2 separate regions of the Mus musculus genome follow, and region 2 is linked to region 1. A link is a contact called in public ChIA-PET data. All regions are on one chromosome and are shown on one strand. The core of a region is the stretch at or near the end of the contact, and the rest is flanking DNA. Distances in the headings are between cores, read along the strand shown.

What was found. ChIA-PET counts read pairs in DNA pulled down with a chosen protein or histone mark.
Region 2: a contact with region 1 is called in an RNA polymerase II ChIA-PET map of memory CD8 T cells, with 49 read pairs. The contact joins the promoter of Wdr37 here to the enhancer-like site in region 1. A contact is called at or near these places in 1 of 484 Hi-C or Micro-C datasets (CD8 T cells), 3 of 115 datasets of contacts at active chromatin or transcription factors (the SCID.adh cell line, embryonic stem cells and memory CD8 T cells) and 3 of 9 other capture datasets (adipose tissue, embryonic tail and liver).

What each region holds. Positions count from the first base shown.
Region 1 is chr13:8,780,985-8,788,934 of GRCm38.p6, reverse strand. No RefSeq gene overlaps it. Among named protein-coding and RNA genes, the nearest start is that of Wdr37, 86 kb to the left of the region's middle. Within about 2 kb of position 5,079, at least 19 of the 459 cell types and tissues checked have an H3K27ac peak or open chromatin away from gene starts, as enhancers often do. A contact at or near this core is called in CD8 T cells and memory CD8 T cells, where this site is marked.
Region 2 is chr13:8,866,802-8,874,751 of GRCm38.p6, reverse strand. Wdr37 (WD repeat domain 37) reads left to right here and starts at 3,708. Exons shown (of 14, transcript NM_172445.3): 1 at 3,708-3,882.

The sequences.
Region 1 (7,950 bases), core at 3,830-6,329:
CAGGAGGAGCTGTGAGTTCTACATCTTCATCTGAAGGCTGCTAGGAGAAGCCCGACTCCCACATGGTTAGGAGGAGGTTCTTAAAGCCCACACCCATAGCGACACACTTCCTCCAACAAGGCCACACCTCCAAATAGTGCCATTCCTTGGACCAAGCACATACAAACCATCACAGTTCAATAGGTAGTGTTTTCTGAATCATAAATTGAACTGATTTTCTAAAGTAAGATACACCCTATACTTTTAGAGGATGTATTCTGTTTTGTTTATGATAAGTAGAAGGAGAGGGTGTACCCTGTGTGGCATACAGCCACATTGACTGAAGGGGGACCTTAGTGCTCTTTTATTAGTCACTTTTCTCATTGCTGTAGCAAAACTCCTGACCAAGGCAACTTGTGCACAACTCATTTTCTCTTTTTAAACGTTTTGAAATTTAATCTGGAGTCCTGGCATGTTGCCACCAACCTTTAAAGTACATCTTCTCACAGAACCTCTCTGAACACACTGTCCATAAGCCTGGGGTCTTAAATGCAACCCGTGTTTCGCTGCCGCAGCTTCATGCACTGATCTCTGTTGTCCCGGCTGCAAAGCCTCCAACCCCACCGTAGACCGCTGGCCGGCGGCTTCCTCACACCGTGGCGCAGCCTTCATGACCCCTGGACAGCTGGATTTTGTGTGCCTATGAAAGCAGCACCATGGATGACCTGGTCAGGTTATGATGCAGAGGGTGTGTGTTTTCCACAGTTGTATGGACTTGGTGTGTATTGCTGGCTGAGCTTAGGGGAAGACGTCCCTAGGTGGTGTTTGTTTGAGACAAGATTTCTCCCTGTAACAGCCCTGGCTGTCCTGGAACCCGCCTTCTAGACCAGGCTGGCCCGCCTGCCTCTGCCTCCAGAGTGCTGGGATTAAAGGTGAGCACCACCACGCCTGGCTTCCTAGGTGGTTATTTTTAAGCACAGAGCTTTGTTGACATTCTAAGTTTGGGGTCTCTTCATTCAGATGAAATAGGATTTTCTTATGTTGGCGTCTTATCGTAAGGATGCCTTTCCTATAGAGAGCGTTCCATAGATTTCTCTCTAACGGCATTAATCACTTTGACAATGACGACTGCTTTCTCCATGTTTGCCTTTTTGCATTTTAAGACTCACATTCCGTTCCTTGCCAAACATTTTTCCTATCTTACTGTTTTCCTACACCACAGAGCTGAGCAGTAGCCGTGCTATAGCCCCTGTGCAGTGTCAGGTGTAAGCCCACACACATAGTACACGATAAATAACTGAACAAATATTTTTAAAAATCGAAAGCATTGCAATGCTCATAACTGTTAGTAGAACAATCCCACCAGCCAGGGCATGGCCTCAACACATTCATCCATTTACACAGAAAGGGGAGAATTTCCCAATCTGCAAAGGGGATTCAGCTGCTGGGTAGCCAAGCATGCTGCTGAATGCTGCTCCATGCTGCACCATGTGAGCCACATAGCAGGGTTTCTCTCTTTCAAAAACTTCAGGTCCCGTGAGGAAGAGAATCATTTTTTTCCCACTGCAACAAACTCACTTTCTAAATCACAGCTTATTGTGGCCACACCATATTCACAGGGTCGGCATTTTGTTCATGTGTTCTACGTACACGTATAGAGATTTAAACCCTCCAAGTTTCTTCATTGGAAAGCTGAATCTGTCCCTGTGAGCAACTGAATGTTCACCTTATTTAGAAGTTTCAGACTGTTGGCTCTGGCAACATTGAATCAAAAGTTTCCATCGCCCGAATCTAATTTCTCCGAACTCAGAACACATAGCTTTATGCTGATGGGAAGTGGCATGAAGGGACTCCATTTGCTACTTGGGAAGGTAGAGTATAGTGCTGAGCCAACTTCACCTCGAACAGTTATGGGGGCCTAATACTATTTAGTATTACAGCATGAATCCCAGTAACCAGATAGATTTTCTAAAATCATGTGATTAACTAGTATAATATTGCCATAGGTAAAGCAATAAGTGGCTTCATTCTTGCACCAAAGTAATGTCTATTACCTGGCAAAGAAGAGACCAAATGGGAGAGAATAGAACCTTAGGCTTTATCGGAAGTCTTCCTGGCATTCAAGGTGAATCTCCATAAAATGTAGGTCAAATTCAGCTGGAAATGCCCACAGAAGGCACAGCCTTTTGGATTATTTGCTCTCTTCCTACTTTTTTGGGAAATGGGAAATTACTTTGATTTGTGAATATGCATACACACATGTAGCTGTGGTCCATAGTTGAAGATTTCCAGTGAAAACTGGAGTTAGATTATACTTTGTTCTTATAATCTCATGCACATGTGAATGTGTGTGCTTGTATGTATGCATGTAGGAATGTATGTGTGTATGTGTGTGTATGTATGTATGCATGTAGGTATGTATGTGTGCATGTATGCATGCATACTTGTATGTGAATGTGTGTGTATGTATGCATGTGTGTATGTGTGTGCATGCATGCATGCATGCATGTGTGTATGTATGTGTATGTATGTATGCATGTATGTATGTGTGTATGTGTGTGTGTATATGTATGCATGTGTATATGTGTGTATGTACGTATGTGTGTGTGAGTGTGTATACCTCATGTGTGGAGGTCAGAGGTCAATGCTGTGTGTCATTTCTCAGATGCCATCCACCTTAGTTTTGAGACAAGGACTCTCGCTAGCTTAGAACTTGACAAGGCTGGACGTGGTGGCGCCCGCCTTTAATCCCAGCACTTGGGAGGCAGAGGCAGGCAGATTTCTGAGTTCGAGGCCAGCTTGGTCTACAAAGTGAGTTCCAAGACAGCCAGGGATATACAGAGAAACCCTGTCTCAAAAAACTACCAGTGTTTCTAATGTTTCATGGCTCAAGTCCTGGGTTCTTTGCAGGGCTTTTCTGATAACTGTTGAGAGTACCAACTTGGTATAGAAAGAGGAAAGCTCTCAATAGATTTGTTTGGGCCACTTCAGAAGATTTGAAATTGTCTACCACTTTTGGCAGATTGTCAGGCAGAGCCCACAATGAGGGCTATGGAAGGCTGAGAGAATTCACCATCTCTTCCTGGCTTCTGGCTAACATCAGCTAGAACAAAAGCTTAGGATTCTGGTTGTTCGGGGCTGGAGGGTTGGCTGTACAATTCAGAGCAATTGTTGCTCTTTCAGAGGACCTGAGTTCGGTCCCTAGAACCCACACAATGGCTCATGAACATCCATAACTCCAGTTCCAGAGGACCTAACACCCTTTTCTGACTTCTGAGGATGCCAGGCACACGTGTAGTACACATACATACATGTTAGAAAAGCAGTTATAATCATAAAGTAAAACAATTAAAACGTTTTTTAAAAGGTGCCTAAACTCACACATCTACGGACTCTGAGGTCCGCTTCCCTTGAGATCATCTCTGCATGCGGATCACTGCCCTGAGGCTCTGAACTCACACTTTTGGCTTTCTGTTAACTCCCTGGGCATGGTGCAGTTGGGACAGACTATTTCCCTGAGAGCCCACCAGAGGGCAGACATGCTGCCAGGTCTGCCGGAGAACCACCGCTTTCTTAGAAGTAGGTTACAATATGTTAGTGTATAATTTATGTGCCTGTAGGCACTGTAAGGTAATATAATTGGCTTGTCAGAGCAGCGGCGTTGTTTGCTTTGAAATATGCCCATCAACAAGCGCTCTTAAAGCTGTTGGGAATGTGCTAGGACTTTCGATGCACTGATTTAGAGAAGCCCCTCAGGCTTACCTGGACCTCACTCATTAACTTTTTTCACATCGTGTTTAGAAGCACAGAACAAATTCATCAAAAACCATGGCGTGGTTTTCATTTCTGAGCCCGGCAAGCGCTCTTGCCACCACATGTGATGGCTTCCCTTAATAAACAGATGATTGTTTTTAGGATGTGATGGGTAACAGATATCTGTCCTAAGAAGGGTAATGGAGAAACGATGTTCTCTCCAAAGCTGCCTCGGAGAAGTTTGACAAAGCGGGTGTGTTAGCTTATGCATGTGTGCATATGCACTCTCTTACTGCAAGGGGGAGAGTGCCATTTTCTGAGCCTACATATGGGATGCCTTCTGGAGGAAAAAAAAAAAAAAACAACAAAAAACCTCAAAACCCTTCTGTTATCTGTCAAAACAGACAGCTAAGTGAGCAACTCCTAAGCCGTATGCAGAGATCCTGAGCGTCATCTTGCTGATTTCCCTCTCTTCTTATCTCTTAAGGGTGAGTAGTGGGAACACATCCCACAGGGAACTTGGTGCACAGCGGCTGCATCTTCACACGGCTGCCGAGGTGGGCCTTAATGGACGAAGACAGACAGGATGGAGGTGGAGCTTCAGAGTGCAAACCCCCCACCTTCAGGTCTTCTGTGGCTACCTCCGCAGTAGCCAGCAAACACTGGAAATAGGGCTTTAAACACGCCTTCAGTCAGGCTGCCTGGCACACGTCTGCAATGCAAGGCCTGAGGAGGTGGAGGAGGGAGAAAGTTCCAGGAAAGCCAGAGCTACACAGTGATGCTCTGTCAATTAGCCTTCTCCCCCAGAAGAGAAGACTTCATTTTAAGATCTAGCTACAGCTATACTCTGAGAAGGGAGCTTCCATGTCAGGACAGGCCCTCTGCGTTGTGTCGTCTGTTTCTGTGTAAATTTAGGATCCATGTGAGACAGAACTGATGGCCATAGATAGTCACCTATGCATCTAAGCACATATGTTCATCTAAGCGCAGTTGGTAGGCCAGAAAGGAGTGTGCAGAGGAGCTAAAGGCTCTGGAGTCTGTGATGGTTAGTGTCACTATCCGCTCAACTAAATCCAGAATCTGCTAGGAGACACAGCCCTGGGGGTGTCTGTGAAGGTGTTGTCAGAAAGAGTTAACGGAGGAGGGAAACCCGTGCTGAATGAGGGCAGTGCTATCCCACGGGCTGGGGTTCTGACTGCAGATGCAATGTGACCGACCAGCTTCGTCATGCACCTGACTTCACATCTTCCTTATGATGATGGGCTGTGCCCTCAGACTGTGGGGTACACGAACGCTTGCCTCTGTAAGTTGCTTTTGTTGGAACCGTGAGAAAAATAACCCACAGAAGAGCTTTAACCCACAGAAGGAAATAGGATCACACAAACACAAGATGGGAGGGTGTTGCCACACTGCTCTCTCCACCTGAGATAAAAGCAACCACCAGCCTCACAGGGAAGCCTAAGGAGAGAAACTTTGAGTTTGTTGTTCTTCCCTGGTTCCTAGTGGCCAAGGCTATCTGCTCACTCTCCCCTTGCTTTCCCTCACCATCAAGATGCATCCACTAAAGGAGCACTATATCCACTGCCCAATAGGGTCTTTTATTATTCTACTTTTATTCCTGTGTATGTGTGTACATCTGTGTTTCAGTATGTATGTGTGAGTGCAGGTGTCCTTGACGGCTGGAAGAAGGCATTGGATCCTCTGGAGCTGGAGTTACGGGAGGTAAACGTCCACCTCCTTTGAGATAGGATCTCTCTTATTGGCCTGGACCTCATCCACAGAGCTAGAGCAGGGTGGTCAGTAAGACTCAGGCATCCTCCTGTCTCTGTCTCCCCAAACCTGGGATTCCCATCTTGAGTCAGCACTCCCGGCATCCATGATCATGGTGATTCTCTTTTGTTCCAGATTTTTCTAGAAAATTTAGGGTCTTGTAACACACTGGTGACCTTTTTTTTTTTTTATCTGTTTGGCCAAGTTCAGCCCCCTAGCCCTCTGGGATGCAGAATTCTCTGGTGTTCTAGTGACAGGGCTGTGAAGGTCTCTTTACCTGGATCATGGATGAAGGAGCATTACCTACCACAAGAATCAGCAGATGGATGTCACTCTTTCTCAGGACTTCCATGTCTGTAAAACCCACAGAGCTGTTTTCTGCAGCAGAACACCGTGCTACCCACAGGTAGCCTTGCTCATCTGTCTCTACCTCCCAGCCACAAGCACAGGACCTTAGGTATCAGAGGTGCTTAATACTGTTCCAGGGAACCTCAAGCTACTCCAGTGCTCATTTGTTTTTGCTTCCTGAGATTGCATGAGAAATTTGACTCCTGTTGGTGGCGTGTGGAAAATGAGCTTCCGAGGCCATCTGGTGATTAATTTCAACCTTCAGAATGTCCTGGCTCTGCTTGTCCACATCCCCTGCTCTGGCCTCCTCCCCACACCTTCAGGAGTCCCTGGGGTCATTGCTTGCCAGGCCTGTGAGGGAATTTCGGAAACCTGCCTGACACTTTGCTTTATTTTGAAAAATGACTCAGTGTGGAGTCAGCTGTGGAGTGGTACGTGGTGATTTTGTATGTCAGACTGGAGGCATTCTGTGCCAATGCAGGGACCAGCATCCCTAAGCCCATGGCCCCCAGTGGAGGGGCAGGAACACTAAGGAAGTCCTGCTGCTCTGGGGTCATGATGGAGACAATTCTGTCTCCAGCTGCTCTTAACACAAACATTCTTATGAACGCTCCATTGAGTCTTCCTTGTCCTGGGCACACATTTGCAGACTTTCTGTTATGAACAACACATTATATGTCTATTTGTGTGCATGTTCAGACACTCTTTGGGCTGGAAACACAGTCGCTGAATGCATGTGTTGTCAGCTATTCATGTTTAGTTATGTTTATAATCGGATCTGGCTTCCTGGGTAAATGGAAGTCCTCACCTGATGTACAGTTCTGCGACTGCCATTTTGATTTGAATTATTAAGCTTTTATTATTATTATTTTTATTTAGAGCGTGTGCATGTACATGCTGTGTGCTGTGCATGCGAAGGTCAGATGACAGCCTCTGGGTGTCAGCTCCCTCATTTTATCACGTGCAGACTGGGGATCCAACTCAGACCATCACACCAGGCTTGCTAGCAAGCATCTTTACCTACTGAGCCATCTTGCTGGCCTTAGTTTTATTTTTAAGAATTCCTTCTGTGAGAATCTTTACCTGTGTAATGGATAGGATCACGTAGCCCCATCTCATCCCCAGCTTCTTGCCCATCGCCCTTCACGTCCTCTTTTCTACTTCATGCTGCAGTGCCAAGGCTGACTTCTCCCCTCGCCTTTTGTCCCCTTCTTTTTCTCCTTCCCCTTCTTCCTCTCTTCTTTCTCCTTTTCCCAATTCTCTCCCACCTCCCTTCCTCCTCTTCCCCCTCCTTTGCCCCCACCTTTCCTTGTTCCCCTTCACTCCTTCCTTAAGTCTAATTTGCCCCTTCCTCTCTTCCTTTCCCCTCCCCTCCTCCCCCTTTTCCTATTCCTTCCTTCCTCCCTCTCCCCTCCCCCTCTCCTTTCTCTTCCTTTCCCCCTCCCCTCCCCCTTTCTCTCCTTTCTTAAGTCTAATTTGGCCCCTCCCCTCCTCCTTCCCCCTCCCTCTCCCCTCCTCCCCCTTTTCCTATTCCCTCCTTCCTCTCCCCCCTCCTCTCCCTTCTCTTTCTCTGTCCTTCCCCCTTCCCCTCCCCCTTCCCCTCCCCCTTCCCCTCCCCCTTCCCCTCCCCTTTCCCCTCCCCCTTCCTCTCCCCCTCCTTCCTTAAGTCTAATTTGGCCTTCCCATATAGACATGGATATGGGGCTACCCATGAGAGCTTGGTAAGCCTCTACTGACATCTTTGTATGTGTGTTATCGGCAGGGATCTTGCTTTTCATTTTGTACCAGGAATAGCAGTCAGCTAGCCTTGAGAATTATGTGAAATGTTGACTCACTTGTAGTCCACCAGCCATATGTGATGGCTCATACGATCTCATATTTGACATTTCATCAGTGCCTGGCATTTTCAAACGTTTAAATTTTGTATTAGCCTACTTATGTAATTAGATTTACTAGTGACTTGTAATGTGCATTTCTGTCGTCACACAAGTTTGGCTGGTCTTCCCTTGTCTTTGCTGAGCATCTTCCCTGTTAGGGATAGTATCTAACTGTTTGGCTTTTGGCTGAGGTTGGATTTTTCTTCTTGAATAATTAACTGAT
Region 2 (7,950 bases), core at 2,459-4,958, 87 kb before region 1:
CTTGAATTTAAGTATTTGAGATGGCTGTCAAGATAGCTCAGCTGTTAACAGTAAGAACGGCTCTTGTAATGGACTTAAGTTTGATTTTTAGAGCTATGTTTAGATGCTTATAGTGGTCTATAACTCTAGGAGATCCACACTATCTTCTGGATTCCTTAGACAACTGTGTTCATGTACACACACAGACACACACACACACACACGAACATTCAGAAAATACTTTGTAATTGTTACGGAGTTTGGAGACTCTTGGGAGTAGACTCAACACATTTAGCATTATGAGGTAACCATGAGTCTTGGGAGGCCAAGAGCATAATGTTATACTTTCACAAAATGATTTTCACAGGGTCACATTTTGGGTGCATGTCCCTTAGATGGGGGTGCTACTTTGGAAAAAGTGAGGAAACTATAGGTAGGGTCTAAGATAAGCCTTTAAGGGTATTTATTCCTGGCCTCCCCTTGCTTTGTTCTTTGCTTCTTGTCTGACATTAGGTGAAGAATTTATTCTGCCAAATGTTCTTACCACCATGTCCTGCACAAGTGACTATGAACTAATTCCCCTGAAACCATGTACCAGAAGAAATGATCTCTTCCTTTTTCAAATCAGGTATCTTGGTCATAGCATCAGAAAACTAACACAATATCATAATATTTACATTTCAACATTGTATTTTGTGAAGATTCTGTTACTTAGGTCACTTAGGTGTATTATCTTCACAATGATGCCCTTGTATATAATCCTGAGATGGTGAAATGTAGGATTTGGATTGCACAATACAAGTACAGTACGCATGAGTAATGCTCCTTTATGTAACTCAGATTCATATAGCACTTTCAAAACTAATATTATGCAAACAGTTTCACTTTAGGCTGTTTTTTTTCCCCAAGACAGGATTTCTCTATAGCCCTGGCTATCCTCAAACTCACTCTATAGACCAGACTGGTCTTGAACCCAGAGATCCTCTCATCTCTGCCTCCCAAGGGCTGGAATTAAAGGTATGCATTGTCACTGCCCTGCTAATTTTTTTCTTTAAACTTTTAAAACTTTATATGTATGAATATTTTACATACATGTACACCATATGTGTGCTTTATACCTGAGGGGATCAGAAGAAGGCATCGGAGCCCACAGAACTGAAATTACAGATGTTGAAGCCTGCTCCTTTTAACATCACTGCAGCAATTTTGTATTCAGTCTCCATTTTGCTCATAAGTTGAAATTAAGTTCAGTTCTCAGACTCCACTTTCCAGAAGTGATTATCCATAGCTGACACTGAAGAATGCTACTAATAAGCCAAGAAGTTATGATTATAGTACTTATGCTCTGTTATCTCAGTGCTCTGAAATTCCCTTTTACTACCTGCCACCCCTCTTACCTTACTCAGGACCAATCAGCTTAAAGTTAGCAGCTACTACTTTTGTCTAGTTAGGCAACATTTTGTGCTACTCCCCCACAACCCCCTTACCTTCTAAACCTTTGAATCTGTTTTTTCCTATAAAAAGCCTGCCCTAAAAACAGACTGGTACCACAAAATTAGGTTCCCGAATCCTTTTTGTGGTCCTGATTGATCAGTCTTGGAGTGTGTGTTCTACAAACCATTTTTGCTTACCTGAGATCTGTGTTCGTATGGTTTGTGATGCAATTTCTGAACCTCAACAACAGTCAATTGTAACCTGTGGGTGCTGGGAACTGAAACTGGGTCTTCTGCATGAATACTCAGTGCTCTTAACAGACAGCTACCTCTTAGGGTTTCCTTGCTGTGAAGAGACGCCAAGACCACAGCAATTCTTACAAAAGACATCTAACTGGAGCTGGTTACAGCTCTGAGGTTCAGTCCATTCTTGTCTTGGTAGGAAGAAGGGCAGCATGCAGGCAGACATGGTACTGCAGGAGGAGCTGAGAGTTCTACTTCTTGATCTGAAAGCAGTAGGAGACTGAGACTCACTTGCCAGACTTGACCTTCTGAGACCTTAAAGACTGCTCTCAGGCACACACTTCCTCCAGCAACATCCCACCTACTCCAGCAAGGCAACATCTCCTAATAATGCCACTCCCTCTAGGCCTATGGGGGCCATTTTATTAAAACCACCACGCTTTGTTTTTTTTTTTTTTTTGGTGGAACTCTAAATATACCAAAGATAAAATGTACTTCCATTAAAAGTATCTTAAGTGGCACCCAAATGTGGCTGCTTTGTTGCAAACTTAGTGGAATGCTACTTGGATATGGAACTATGCTTTACAGTACTTTCTGCTGGCTATCATTAACAGCAGAATGTCTTATGCATTCTTTGTTACTAGTTAAAATTTTCTTAAATAAATATCACAGCCTCCAAATTTGACAGTGATTTCTCTGAGAAGCCAAATCTTTTTTTTCTCAGTTCATATTTATAGACTGTTACTAGTGATAAGCTTTGTATACTATATTTTTTTTAAAAAAAGATTTATTTATTTATTTTATGTATACAAGTACACTCTAGCTGTACAGATGGTTGTGAACCACCATGTGGTTGCTGGGGTTTGAACTCAGTTTAAGAGCAGTCAGAGCTCTTAACCATTGAGCTATCTCTCCAGCCCCCTGAATATTATACTTGATACACAAGTAACCCACAATTTCTTGTACAGAATGTTTTGGTTATTCGAGTCTCCAAATACGATAAATTTATTTCTTCTCCAGCAAACATCTTGCATTACTGCTTCTTGAATCTGAACCTTCAGTTTTATCTTATAGGAAGAATGTTGACCCATATAGAAGGAAAATACTATCATGCTTTTACTGTAGGTGAGTTTTAAACATCTAGTTCAAGTTGCTCGCAGAGACAAGGCTGTTTATGTAACAGCTCCATTCTGCTATGTAGGTCTTCCCAACCCTGATTAACGGGGAAAAGCGGCTCAAGTCCCACCTTTTGCAGTGAACAGCTGATTCTATTTTCCCCTCTTAGCCAATGGTGATCAGATATTTCAGAAGGAAACTGGGTGAGTCATCTTCTGCAGATAAGCTGAAATATTAATAGTTCTATCTCTACCAGGCTCTCCTGCAGCCAGCTAGCAAGACTCCCACTGAGCCCTGCCTGAGGAGCCATTCCTAGCAGATCAGCCTGTAAAGCAGTTGGATTTGAGAGATTCTGAAAGCGATTACGTTAAATAGTACACTCGACTTTGCATTTTAATAGATTATTTTTCTTACCAGTTTTTGGGCTGTGCGAGTGTTTAGGACAGATGGACTTAAAACCTGCCTGACCGTGGACCCCTCACCGGAATCCCTGCAGTGGTAAGTACCCACGGTCCGGGAGGCTGTGTGTGCTTCTCCCTGTTACCGACGCTACAGGGTCTCGGGGAGCAATTCGTGCAAGGATCGCGTGTACCGTTAGTGTGTGGTGCAGAATTTGGGGTCTAGCAGTGCCTGTAAGCACCTTGGGAAAGCTCCTAACAGGGAAAGCGCTGAGCCTACTTGCGCCACCAGGGGACGCCATACTCGTTCTGCAGTCACTCGCTGGGTCTTGGCTCAGCGCGCTGCTAGGCCATAGTTTAGGTCTCCAGGACCCGGCGTCAAAGCCGAAAGCCAAAACAGGAGACTATCCCGCGGAACAAGCCTGTGGGACTGAGCGAAGGAGACCAGGAAAGAACTTCCGCAGCCGTTGGGCATGGGGCGGAGCTTCCGGTCTGTTTTTTTTTTTTTAAGGACCATCTCTGAGGGCGGGACTTCCGCAGTTACCGGAAGTACGGGCGCGCCAGTTCGGGTCGCCGGGTTGTGTCAGTGCGGGAATCGGCCGGTTTTTTTTCCTGCTCTGGGTCTGCCTCGGGAGCCTCGTCGCGGGGGGATCTACGAATTGAGTGCGACGTAGGCTGGTTCCAGGCGGACGCGAGTGCTGCTGCTGTGACAGGTGACGCCATCTTCTCAGCTGTCTGGCTTGGCATCCTTCTCGGGCGCTCGGGGGATGTCAGGTGTCCGGGTGGCGGTGGGGACGAGGCTTCGAGGTGGATGAAGGATACAGTCCTAATCCTGCGCACTCTCTCTGGCTCCCTGTGTACTCAAGTGGCGTCTACCTGGCTGTCTGTGTCCCGTGGGAAGCCCAGAGTTTTCGAAGATGGTGGCCTTCGATCCCGCAAAGACGGGGTATGGCCTCTGGGAAGGAGGAAGGGTGGGGGGCGGAGATGGGGTAAGCAGATGCTGAAGTGGTAAAACCCCGCCACGCCTTTGTTTCTCTTTCTGAAGACTTCCTTTTCTTCCCCGTACACTTCTATTTCCTAAGTTTTAAGGCATCATAATGGGCCAGTTTTACCAAAAAGTTGCATAAATATGCCATTTCACTTCGCGAGCAGACATAACCGAACGATTGATCAGGTTCTTAGAGGTTTTATCATCTAACTTGAACTCTTCGATGTTTCTTGTGCTTGAAGACGAGGACCGTTAGCTCTACACCACTCACTCTCTTGCCCGGATGTAGATTGCTAGGCAGTTTCTTTGAAGTTCAGATGGGTTTTCTTTACATTGCTTATTGTGGCCTACAAAGTATGCCATCAAAGCGGTACTGAAACCTTTTTACCTCTAAGCAGTACACCTGGTGATAATAAGCCTCCAGGATACTTCTCCCTTTTCTAAGAAATCTTCTATTATGCTACCTTCCTTGCTGTTTTGGTTACTTTGCCGATCACATTTTCAAGTGTTTGTAAATTCTCTTTGACACCTAAGCCACATACTTGAGCATAGTATATATAAATATAACCTGACCAAAGTAAGTAGAGGCCTTCTATTAGTGTTGCCCATAGGAGACGCAGAGCAGTGGCCAGTGGCCACATGAAATAACAGTGTGACCTTGATGTTTATGACAGCTACGTTTTTGCAGTGTATATCAAGCCTTCTTGCATAAATTTCTGGACACAGGACCTAAGTATGCTTCCTTTGGTTTTCTTACTCTGAGATGTTACTTCCTTTAGTATAGGTACGTTGGTCTGTTATCTTACTTTGCCCTTGATTTGAGGTAAAATCCTTGGGGTTGGGTATTTCCCCCAGCAGTGATACTAAGAGTTTTGTTAGTTGTCCTGTCCTGATTTATTCAAAGAAAGATATGCTTTCTAGATTTGAATTTCTTTTTTGGTTATTGAGAAAAAAATTCTTGGTGGTAGCTTATTTAATTACTGATGCCTGTCAGCTCAGTGCCATCCTTAGACTCGATAAGTGTGCATCATTTGCCTTCATCTCATCAGTGACAGAACATTTTAAGTAACTTAATTCTGGTGACAGATTTCCAAGGTTGCGTGTAGAGACCATTCTCTTTTCTGTTACTGGTTAGATATTGCATTGATTCAGCCCTCTAGAAGTTAATTTTAAAAGTACTATTACAATCAACACTTAAAATATTAATATTATTAATACCTTTATTGAACTTTTGGAGGTTCAGTGACATTTTATAGTTTATACTACCATCTGCAAATTATATAACCATCTTTTTAATGTATAACTAACATTTTTGGGATAAACCGGGTATTTATTTTGAAATAAATCAGTTTTTTCTTGTTGAAAGAAAATTAAAATTCTTCCTCCAAAGTATGAAATAGAGAGTAATGTTTTATATTATCTCAAATAAAAGCATACATTGTTTGTTGTATTGCTTATAAAACTACTTCAGCAGGCTTCCTGTTTGGTTGTATGTACTTAATAAAAATCTGATACTGTAGGTAGTAACACCTTACTGTGGAACATACATACTAAAAAGAGCCTTGAAAAGAGAGAGAGCTAAGTGTTCATTGGTGCGGTTTAATGTTATACCATTTACCAAGGTAGTGAATTTGGTATATTAACAGTGTGTGTAGAGATTTTATTCATTTGTTAAATATGTTGCACTAAAGCTGGACATGTATTGTTCTGCCTTGTTTATAAACAGCAGAGAAGAGGATATGCCCATGACAGCATGGAATAAGGACAGATGAGTTTGGCAGGCCAACCAGTTAGGAGTGCAGGAGAAACTATATTGCAGCTTTACATTTAATGTACTGATCTGTCTTACTGAACTGGGTGAATTGATGTGAGTGTTTGAAAGAAAGTAATTACCTTTTGGAGCTTTAGATTCTTTCTTTTTAAAAACATATATAGGTGAATTAGTGCATAGTAAAAGTAACTTTATAAAATAATTTGTTTGGTGTGATGCTGGTGATGAAACCCAAGGTCTCAGCTATGCCTAGCAATCAGCCTCCTTCCCATTGAGCTACATCCCACCCCAGATGTATTTTCTCTTTTTTTATGAGACAGTTCCTCTCTGTGAAGCCTTGGCTGTCCTGTCTTGGGATTCTCTATTTAGACCAGATTAGACTGGCCTTGAACTCAGAGATCTGCCTGCTTCTACACCCCCCCTCCCCCCCCCCAGTGCTCGGATTAAAGGCATGCACCATTATGCCCAGGTAGACCTATTTTATTTTCAGAGTGAAAGAGTTTTCTTTCTCTTTTGAGCTACCTTTTGTTTTGCTTTTTTTTGTTTTGTTTTGTTTTGTTTTTCGAGACAGGGTTTCTCTGTGTAGCCCTGGCTGTCCTAGAGCTCACTCTGTAGACCAGGCTAGCCTCGAACACAGAAATCCGCCTGCCTCTGCCTCCCTAGTGCTAGGATTAAAGGCATGCCACCACGCCCGGCTTCAGTTACCTTTTTAATACTGTCTAGTTTGTAAAATACCATCAGACTACAAATTGAAGTTGAAAATTCTCCCTCACAGTGGTTTTGTGTGAGGATCAGTGCCTCTGTATTTGTGGATCAATTTCAGTCTCATAAGCGACAGTCTGTGGTAGTTTTTCAACCTCAGGTCGACCCACAATTGACTTTCTCCCCTTTGCTTTCCATTCTTTCTGTTTTCACTTGGCTAGCTTGTGCTCTGTGTATACCGCTTGAGTATTTCTTGTACAAGTGACTACTGTCTTGTGTACCTTCTTGCTAGGATCACAAACCCCAAACCTCTGAATTTTTTTAGTAATTCAAATATTTAATTAATTGTATCCGCATGAGGGCCATGTGAGTGCAGTGGCCACAGAAGCCAGAGAGGAAATCAGATTCTTTAGAGCAGAGATTCTTAATTTGTGGGTTGTGACCTTCACAGGGGTTGCCTAAGACTATTGGAAAACAAAGATAATTACATTATGATTCATAACAGTAGCAAACTTACAGTTATGAGGTAGCAGTGAACGTAATTTTATGGCTAGGGGTCACGACAACATGAAGAACTGTATTAAAGGGATGTAACAGTAGGAAGGTCAAGATTACTCTAGAGTTGCACGTGGTGGTGAGTTGCCTGACCGTTCCTGCAGTGAACTTGTTTCCTCTGGTAGAGCAGCATAGGTTCTTAGCCTCTGAGTCATCCTTTTATTTTTTTGAGACAGGGTTTCAGGTAACCTAGGATGGCCTTGAACTCCCTTTTCAAGCAAGGCTGGATTTGAGTTTTGATCCTCCTGCCACTTTCTCTCTAATTACTTTTTGTTAATACATGGTTAGTTCATGTTAGTACCTGGTTTGGCAGCTGTCTTAGTGAGGGTTTCCATTGCTGTGAAGAGGCACCATGACCAAGGCAACTCTAATAAAGGACCACATTTAATTGGGGCTGTCTTACAGGTTCAGAGATTCAGTCCATTTTCATCAAGGTGGGAAGCATGGCAGCATCCATGGCACTAAAGAATGAGCTGAGACTTCTACATTTTTGTTCTGAAGTCAAACAGGAGAAGACTGTCTCTAGGCATCTAGGAGGAGGGCTTCAAAGCCCACCTGCACAGTGACACACTTCCTCTAGCAAGGACACGTCCACTCCAACAGGCCACACTTCCTAATAGTGCCACTCCCTCAACCAAGCCTATTTAAACCAGCACAGAAGCCGTCACGTACTTCCATTTTTTTGATGTAGTGTGAATGGAAGGAAATGATACTAGGAACTGGAGTAGTTACTTTTCTTATTACCGAGGGAGGCCGGGGCCAACT